Linked DNA regions of Sus scrofa: regions 1 and 3 are each linked to region 2. Evidence: chromatin contacts called from public Hi-C and HiChIP or PLAC-seq data. All regions are on one chromosome and are shown on one strand. Each heading gives the region's core, a stretch centred on a gene start, on an enhancer-like site or on the middle of the called end of the contact. The rest is flanking DNA. Distances are from core to core; before and after follow the strand shown.

Region 1 (2,757 bases), core at 223-2,722, 140 kb before region 2:
GGCCAAGGATCCTCCACCCCAAGTCTTCATGGATACTAGTCAGGTTTGTTTCCTCTGCGCCACGCAGGAACTCCCACAATACATCATATGAATCTCTGGAATAAAACATGGGATAAAATCTCTGAAATAGAATGGAGAGGAATACATCTACTCAAAGAAAAGTGGTCTTAAAAGACTGAATGATAGGTTACTTATCTCTGTGCACTTAACATTGGTATAACAACAAGTGGATCTAATGAGACGAAGTGATGTGTTTTTATCCCTATGAATGAAGTGTTTATGAACACAAATGCCTGTATCTGGAGTGTTACTAGAATACAAGCAATTGCACCTATTAAAACGAAAAATTCAGAGACAAAACTTAATGAAACATTTTTCCCCTATGAATGCATTGCTGGCAGATCAGAAATAAGCATCTGCTGAAACAAACTGCCATAAGCAACACTGAATGATGTTTTGTATCTCTATGAACGGAGTTTTGATAAACCAAAATGAATACATCTACTTAAATAAGAATGGTTTACACAAAATCTAAGTTTACTTGGGAAAACTATGTTAAAAAAAAAAACTGAATCAGTGAGTTCCCACTGTGGCTCAGATGGTTAAGAACCTGACATACTATCTGTGAGGATTGGGTTCGATCTCCAGCCTAGCTCAATGGCGTAAGGATCTGATGTTGCTGCAAGCTGTGGCACAGGCTGCAGATGCAGCTTGGATCTGGTGTTGCTGTGGTGTAGGCCAGCAGCTGCAGCTCTGATTTGACCCCTAGTCTGGGAACTTCCATATGCAGCAAGTGTGGTCATAAAAAAGAAAAACAAACTGAATTAGGCAGTTCTCTTGTGGAGCAGCAGGTTAAGGATCCAGTGCTGCCACATCTGCGGCACATGCCACAACTGCACAGGTTTGATCCCTGGCCTAGGAACTTCCATATGCTGCAGGAGCAGCCAAAAAAAGAAAAAAATTTTGAATTATAGGAGTTCCATGATGGCTCAGCAGGTTAAGGTCCAGTGTTGTCACTACTGTTACTCAGGCTGCTGTCACGGTGTGGGTTTAATCCCTGTCCTGGGAACTTCCGCATGCCCCAGGTATGGCCAAAAAATTGTTCTTAATTGAATTGTTATGCATCTCTATGAAAAGAGTGTAGAAAAATATCTTCAATGAAAGGATAAAGCAAAACATAAAAGTGCATGCTATTATCTATGGATGGAGTGTTCCAAAACAAAAAATTTATCACTATCTTAAATGAAAGAAGTAAATACAAAACTGACAGATTTTTGGTTCCCTTAAATACCCATCCCTGGGTCCTGTTAGAAGCCAGACCCCCTGGCACAGCTCACCTCAGAGATAAGAGTCAGTTAAGTGATAAGCCCAGGGACTGCCTGGGTACATTCACAGCACTCGAGCCCTCCGGGCAGTCAAAACACCACCCGTGGTGCTTTCTTGTAACATGCCATCAGGAAACCACCTACACACACAGGCGCCGTCACATCCTGTCACATGGCCCCTTCAGGGGATCAAATTGCCAGTTCAGAGATCATCTGGTCAAAGTCATGTCTGTCTGGCTAGGATCAAAGCACTGAACTAAAGCTCTCTCCAGGTCAGTCCCATTCTGTAAGTGCAACCTCCCATCCACTATCCCACATCCTGCATCCCTGCCCCTCATCAACACGAACTCGCCCTACCCAGAGGACTATATGTTCCATGAAATCAGTCAGACACAGAAAGGCAAATACTGCTAACGATCTACTTGATATGGAATCTAGAAAAATTAAATTCAGAATTCCCTGGCAGCTTACTGGTTAAGGATTCATCATTGTCACTGCTGTGACTCAGGTTTGATCCCTGGCCTGGGGAACTTTTGCATACCATGGGGATGGCCAAAAAAACCCCAAAAAGTTAAATTCACAGAAACAGAGAGTAGGGTGGTGGTTGAGGGAAATGGGGAGATGTTGGTCAAAGGGCCCAAACTCAGTTACAGGATGTGAAGACCTAACATACAGCCTGGTGAGACTGTCATTAACAATAATGTATTATATCCCTGAAATCTGCTAAGACAGTGGGTCTCAAATGTTCTCATCAGACACACACAATGGTAACCATGTGAGGTTGATAGGGATAGAGCAGGATAATTAAATAGTTGAGAAATCCCAATAGGGGATTAAAGATAGAAAGGGAATTTTAAGAATTTGGGAGACCTTTGTAAGCTAATGACCACTCAAGAAAAGAATCCAGTAACCTAGCAACAATCTGCACTACCTTAAAGGAGGATCAGAGTGCCAGGCACACCCAAGCCCACACATCCCGATAGTTAAAGCACAAGACAATAGATGTGGGGTCTGCATCTTCTTATGCAAAGTCAGGGAGTTAGCGGTCCTCGAAGAGCAGCATTTCTGCATGTAGCCAAGATAGGAATACAGGGGAAAGGGGAAAGAAACTCCATGGTAGGGGACCTTACAGAGAAACTTGAGGTGAATTACCTTATTTTAGTGTACCACACTTGGCGTACATGCGATTTAATAGCTATGATGGTCCTGGTTAGGCCATATAGGGTTAAAGAAGGAACTGATGAGGTAAGTCTTAATATCTACCCAAGAATGCTCACTCGCCATTGTTCCTTTGATTGTAAAAATGTAGCCCTCTTTGATCTCGGGGGGCGGGGGGGGGAACCTGTGGTTCTCACAAGCATCCGATGCTAATAAGCCTACTCTGCCTGCCACGTTGCCTCATGCTGAATTCTTTCCACACTGAAACTAGAGA
Region 2 (2,700 bases), core at 76-2,575:
TTTATATTTTTCCTTAGGGCTGCAACTGCAGCCTATGGAAGTTCCCCAGGCTAGGGGTCGAATCCGAGCTACAGCTGTTGGCCTATACTATAGCCACAGCCAAGCCAGATCTGAGCCACATCTGTGACCTACACTGCTGGAAACTTTAGCTCACCGAACAAGGCCAAGGATTGAATCTGCATCCTTATGGATACTAGTCAGATTCTTAACCTGCTGAACCACCACAGGAATTCCAAGCCGAGCTATTTTATACCTGAGGAAAAAGAGACCCAGAGAGGTTAAGCAGCTTGCCCAAAATCACACAGCCAGAAGGCTAAAGCTGAGACTAAAATCCGGAGTGCTGTGGTGTTTCTATAGTTCAAGTTCTCCCTCCTCACCCAACCCCTCCACCCCCAGAGCCCTGAAGAATGTGAGAGGAAGGTCACGCCCCCGGCCGGGTCAGAGTTGCTGTGAACCCAAACAATTCAGGCTTGTTCACAGAGCTGGGTTTGAGTCACTGCCATGTGACCTCAGGCAGATCACCTGACCAGTCTCCACTGGTCTCACAGTGCTGCCGTTGCTCTGCTCTGGGTGGAGTCTCACTCGTTGTAAGAAAAGTGTCAGGGAGGTTATGCACACAGCTGGGGGCTGGGCCTAGACCCCCATGATCTGGAGGCCTGGGACAAAGGTGGGCAGGGTTGTCACTCATACCCCCTTTCCCCCACCTTCTCAGAGAGAATGGAGGAGCTGAAGAGGCTGGATGTGCACCTGGCTGACCTGTACCAGTGAGAGTCCTGACCTGTGACTCCGGCCCCTGGAGGGGAGCAGGATGGAGGGTGGTAGGCCATGTCCAGGCCTGGCAGTGGGCCGTGGCCATGAAAGTCAGGAAATCCTGATCTGTGTCAGGCTGGGCTTCTTCAGTAACCTGGAATTTGGGACCCCACTGACCCCCCTGGGACACTCGACTGTGACCTCTAGGCCCTTCCTCCTGACCCACCTGGCATGGACTCAGGATGCTTACCCTCCCCAACACGGCTCCCCACCAGCCCAGCAGCGCCATTGGGTGCTGATAGCGGGTCCCTGATCCTGGAGCAGTCTGGGGAGGCCGTGTCTGGAGCTGGGGGCCTGGCTCCTCTCCTCCTGGGTCATGTGGATATTTTTGCACCAGGCACATGGATGGAAGCAGTTATGACCTTCAACTCCTCAACTCCACCAAGAGAGAGATTTGGGTAAGAGCCAAGGGCCCAGTGAGGAGGGCGGGACCGTGATCCGCTCTGGCCCGGGTTCCCAGAACCCAGTGATTCTCTCGGGCTCAGAGAAGCGCTGCTTGCCCTTGTCAGCCAGCGCCCTCTGCTGGCCCAAGTCCCAAATGACTGCAGTGTGCTCTTGAACAGCTGAGTTAGTTCAGCCTGTGGGGGTGATTTCTCCAGCTTGGCCCGGGTCCTCAGTCTTTACCCCTAACTTCGAGAAGTGCCTGCCTCTTGGGTTGGGTCCTCGTGTGACCAACTAGTCAGCTGGCATCTGGGGTCAGCCAGACAAGGGCCGGAGAAGATGGGGATTGAGAGCCCTTGAGCTGATGGGTCTGGGAAAGAAGAAAGGAAACCTTCCCTTAGGGCATTACTGACCAGCCCCCAAAGCTGGGAGGGTCTCCTCCGACTGCATCAGGGGATTCAGGCAATTCGGCTTTTCCAGGCCCCAGGGACTGATAATGAAGGATCTTTGGCCCTTCCACAGCCCTGCGAGGTGGGCTGGGCAGGGATTGTCACCCTCATCTTACAGATGAGAAAACCGGGCTGGAACGAGCATGATCTTGGTCCCTCTAGGAGTAATATCTGGGCTGGTTTTCTAGACTCTAAAAGCAGGGACTGTGGAGTTCCCGTTGTGGCTCAGCTGGTTAAGAAACCAACTAGTATCCATGAGGACGTGAGTTTTATCCCTGGCCTCCCTCAGTGGGTTAAGGATCCTGCGTTGCTGTGGCCTTGGTGTAGGCTGGCAGCTGCAGCTCCGATTCGACCCCTAGCCTGAGAACTTCCATATGCCATGAGTACAGCCCTAAAAGCAATTAAAAAAAAAAAAAAGTAAAAGCAAGGGACTGTGACGAGGTAGGAGTCTAAGAGGGGGGCTGGGCATGTGGGCCTCTGCAAAGCCCTTGATGGGGGCATCAGAAGGTAACTCAGGCTGAGAGTTTAGCTTGGGGGTGGGGGGGGGTCACTTTCCCAGGACCAGGGGGGAGACTAACTGTGAAGAAAGCAGGGAGGGGGCCCATGGCAAAGTGGGGAGAGCTGGCCCATCCCAAAGACTCTGGTTGGTGGAGCAAGGGCCTCAGTGGCCTCAGGTGACAGACCCGGGAGGGTGGAGCTGGGCTGGAACCCAAAGGTGGGCTCACTTGCGGGTGAAGCAGTTTCCGGGGGGGTGGGGACCTTGAATCAGTGAGCTGTCCCTCTGCCAGAGAGTCACCCGGGAGCTGGACCTGAGCTATAGCACGATGGGCAGCCTGTTCCGCTGTGGCTTCCGCCAGATGCTCTTCTCCAGCCAGCTGATGCGCTACGCTGACCTCTATACAGCCACCTGCCTCAACTTCCTGCACCACCCGCTCAGCTCGCTGTTCCGGGCGCCCCAGGAGCTGGTGGGTCCCTAGAACTCCCCCAGCATCCCTGACCCTTTACCTCAGAAGGACCCACTGGTCCCCAGCCCCTGCCAAGAGGTTTTCAGGTCACCAGA
Region 3 (2,700 bases), core at 199-2,698, 230 kb before region 2:
TTAAATTCCAATTTCAGCCACTAATTTCACTGCTTTTTTGACTCTTGAGAGGAAAATACTTACTGAATTCATTATGTATTTGCTGAAAATGTCTCCTTTACACAAAAAACGTAAGTTTTCCTGCCATGGCAAATTGGAATTGCCATTCATTGTGAAATTTGTGACAAGCCTTCTTCTAGCATTTAATTTTATCTTTATTGTCTGGTTGTAGTTATAGTTTCTACATCCTCACTCAATTTCATATCAGCAGAATGCCTTTGTCTTTTTGCTTTTTAGGGCCGAACCCAAGGCATATGGAAGTTCCCAGGCTAGGGGTCAAATTGGAGCTGCAGCTGCCAGCCTATACCACAGCCATAGCAATGTGGGATCCAACACGCATCTGCAACCTACACCACAGCTCACTGCAACAGTGGATTCTTAACTCACTGAGCATGGCTAGGGATCGAACCCATATCCTCATGAATACTAGTCAGGTTATCACTGACCCACTAGGGGAACTACTGTTTTAAATTTTTTAATTTGTCTGTGTTTATTTTTTTAACTAGAAAAATAATTATGGTTCATTTACCAATTATGATTTAACTAGCTCTCAATGTAGCTTGGCTGTCTGCAAACATTATAATGTTTCATCTGTGCCTGGAAAAAAACTCACATGAACTGAATCAATCTTTTGTCCCCAAGTAGAACAGTAATGTATTTATGTAAAATACTAGAAGCAGCACATGTGCCTGATACACAGGCTGCCTTCCAACTTAGGTCATGTACCAGTTAAAGTGAAACGTCATCCTACTGAAACAATAATGTGCTTCATGGAAATATATTTTACAGTGCTTCATCTTTTAAATTAAAAGTAAACGAAATTTAAAATTAAGTTCCCTAGTTGCATTGGCCACTTTTCAAGTGCTCAGAAGCACTTGGAAGCTACTCTGTGGCTAGTGGCCACCATATTGGACAATGCAATTGGAGCTGAGTATTTAGTGAGTTAGAAATATATGGTGTTCTCTGGTGCCCTGGTGGTTAAGGACTTGGCATTTTCACTGCTGTGGCTCAGGTTTGACCCCTGGCCTGGGAACTTCTATGCGGTAAGAGCTGGCAAGAGCACAGCCAAAAAAAAAAAAAAAAAGTGTGTGTGTGTGTGTGTGTAGTTCCTTTGAGTTTTAAGTTAAATTCTCTTGCCTTTTTTTTTGCGGGGGGGGCGGTCACACCCACGGCACATGGAGGTTCCTAGGCTAGGGGTGGAACTGAAACTGCAGCTGCTGGCCTGCACCACAGTCACAGCAACTCAGGATCCGACCCAAGTCTGTGACCTACACGACAGCTCGCGGCAACACCAGATTGTTAACCCACTGAGCAAGGCCAGGGATCGAAACTGCATCCTCACGTATCCCAGTCGGGTTCATTAACCGCTGAGCCATGAAGGGAACTCCCTTATTTTTTTGGCCACGCCCGCAGCATGTGGAAGTTCCCAGACTAGGGACTGAACCCTCGCCACAGTAGTAACCTGTACCACAGCTGTGGCAATGCCAGATCCTTAACCTACTGCGCAACAAGGGAACTTCCTAAATTCTGTTGCCTTTAACTCAAAAATAATTAAAAAAAAAAACAAAACTCAATTTAAAATATCCTTTCATTGTTTCTGCTCTTTGCTCACAGGCTGGGTTTTGCTGTTGAATCTTAACCCAGACTTGGCCAGTTCTGGTCTAGATCGAAGAGGGCACGTGGCTCAGGGAAGGCCTGTGAATGTCTTTGGGCATGTTCCTTCCTCCTCTGAGAGATGGGGTGAGCTTAGGACTTGGGAGTGATTCCAGGCTCTGCCTCCTGCTTGTTTCTTCCTTTGTGATCTTGGGAAATTGACCTCTCTGTGACCCAAGGCCTCATCTGTGAAATGTGATGCTAGTGCCTCCCCACCCCCACCCCCACCCCAAGCCTCTGAATGGAGAGGAAATGGAGTGGAAGCCATTGCTAAGCGCTGTGCTTATTAAATGCCTACCGGGGTCTGACTTTATCTTCTGTTGTGTTGTGTCATCTAGGGGCAGGAAGTGTGTTTAGTTATAACTGCTACAATCCCATGTCCCATTAGAAAGATCCTTCCTTTATTCTGTCACCGAAGCCAGACTGAGCTAAAAGGAAGAAATGAAGAACTAAAGTAAGCCTTTACGGAGTTCCCACTGTGGCTCAGTGGGTTAAGAAACTAACATAGTGTACATGGCGTTGCAGGTTTGATCCCTGGCCTCATTCAGTGGGTTAAGGATCTGGCGTGGCTGTGGCTGTGGTGTAGGCCAGCAGGTACAGTTGCGATTCAACCCCTAGCCTGAGAACTTCCGTATGCCACAGGGTGCAGCCTTAAAAATAAAAATAAAATAAAATAAGCCTTTAGGTAATTCAGATTCCTGAGTATTAGCCTTTTCTCTCCAGAGTTGGGCCAAAATAGTATTTTTGCTGGTAATCCAGATAGTGTCCTCAATTCCCCACTTTGCTTTTTTCATGTGAGTCTAGCTCAGCTATAGCATATTTCCTGAAAAGATTTTGGTTCAGGATTACTTCAAGTTAAGTTTCCTTAGAGATGTATTTTTAAAGGAGCCAAAGTGTTGGATATCAGGGCCCTTTTGAATTCACTGAAGCACGTCTATAAGGTCACGTGGATATAGCTGTATGCTGCCAGTGGTGCATCGGAGGTCTGCCAGGGAGTGGTAGGGGGAA

The links. Hi-C and Micro-C count contacts between places; a contact is called where the count stands out from the background. HiChIP or PLAC-seq counts read pairs in DNA pulled down with a chosen protein or histone mark.
Region 1: a contact with region 2 is called in a Hi-C map of omental adipose tissue, with 2.1 times the contacts expected there. The contact joins two enhancer-like sites. A contact is called at or near these places in 4 of 47 Hi-C or Micro-C datasets (heart right ventricle, liver and omental adipose tissue) and 1 of 2 datasets of contacts at active chromatin or transcription factors (alveolar macrophages).
Region 3: an H3K27ac HiChIP or PLAC-seq map of alveolar macrophages shows a contact between it and region 2. The contact joins two enhancer-like sites. A contact is called at or near these places in 1 of 47 Hi-C or Micro-C datasets (embryonic fibroblasts) and 1 of 2 datasets of contacts at active chromatin or transcription factors (alveolar macrophages).

What each region holds. Positions count from the first base shown.
Region 1 is chr3:43,924,891-43,927,647 of Sscrofa11.1, reverse strand. LOC110259964 (a long non-coding RNA gene) reads right to left here. Exons shown (of 2, transcript XR_002342486.1): 2 at 1,338-2,757. Among named protein-coding and RNA genes, the nearest start is that of CHCHD5, 11 kb to the right of the region's middle. Within about 2 kb of position 1,472, at least 15 of the 83 cell types and tissues checked have an H3K27ac peak or open chromatin away from gene starts, as enhancers often do. A contact at or near this core is called in alveolar macrophages and omental adipose tissue, where this site is marked.
Region 2 is chr3:43,781,841-43,784,540 of Sscrofa11.1, reverse strand. It overlaps NT5DC4 (5'-nucleotidase domain-containing protein 4), which reads left to right. Exons shown (of 18, transcript XM_021088385.1): 15 at 713-764; 16 at 1,148-1,208; 17 at 2,429-2,605. Among named protein-coding and RNA genes, the nearest start is that of NT5DC4, 5.9 kb to the left of the region's middle. Within about 2 kb of position 1,325, at least 44 of the 83 cell types and tissues checked have an H3K27ac peak or open chromatin away from gene starts, as enhancers often do. A contact at or near this core is called in alveolar macrophages and omental adipose tissue, where this site is marked.
Region 3 is chr3:44,008,424-44,011,123 of Sscrofa11.1, reverse strand. The region is part of intron 2 of TTL (tubulin tyrosine ligase); the gene reads left to right. Among named protein-coding and RNA genes, the nearest start is that of TTL, 13 kb to the left of the region's middle. Within about 2 kb of position 1,448, at least 9 of the 83 cell types and tissues checked have an H3K27ac peak or open chromatin away from gene starts, as enhancers often do. A contact at or near this core is called in alveolar macrophages, where this site is marked.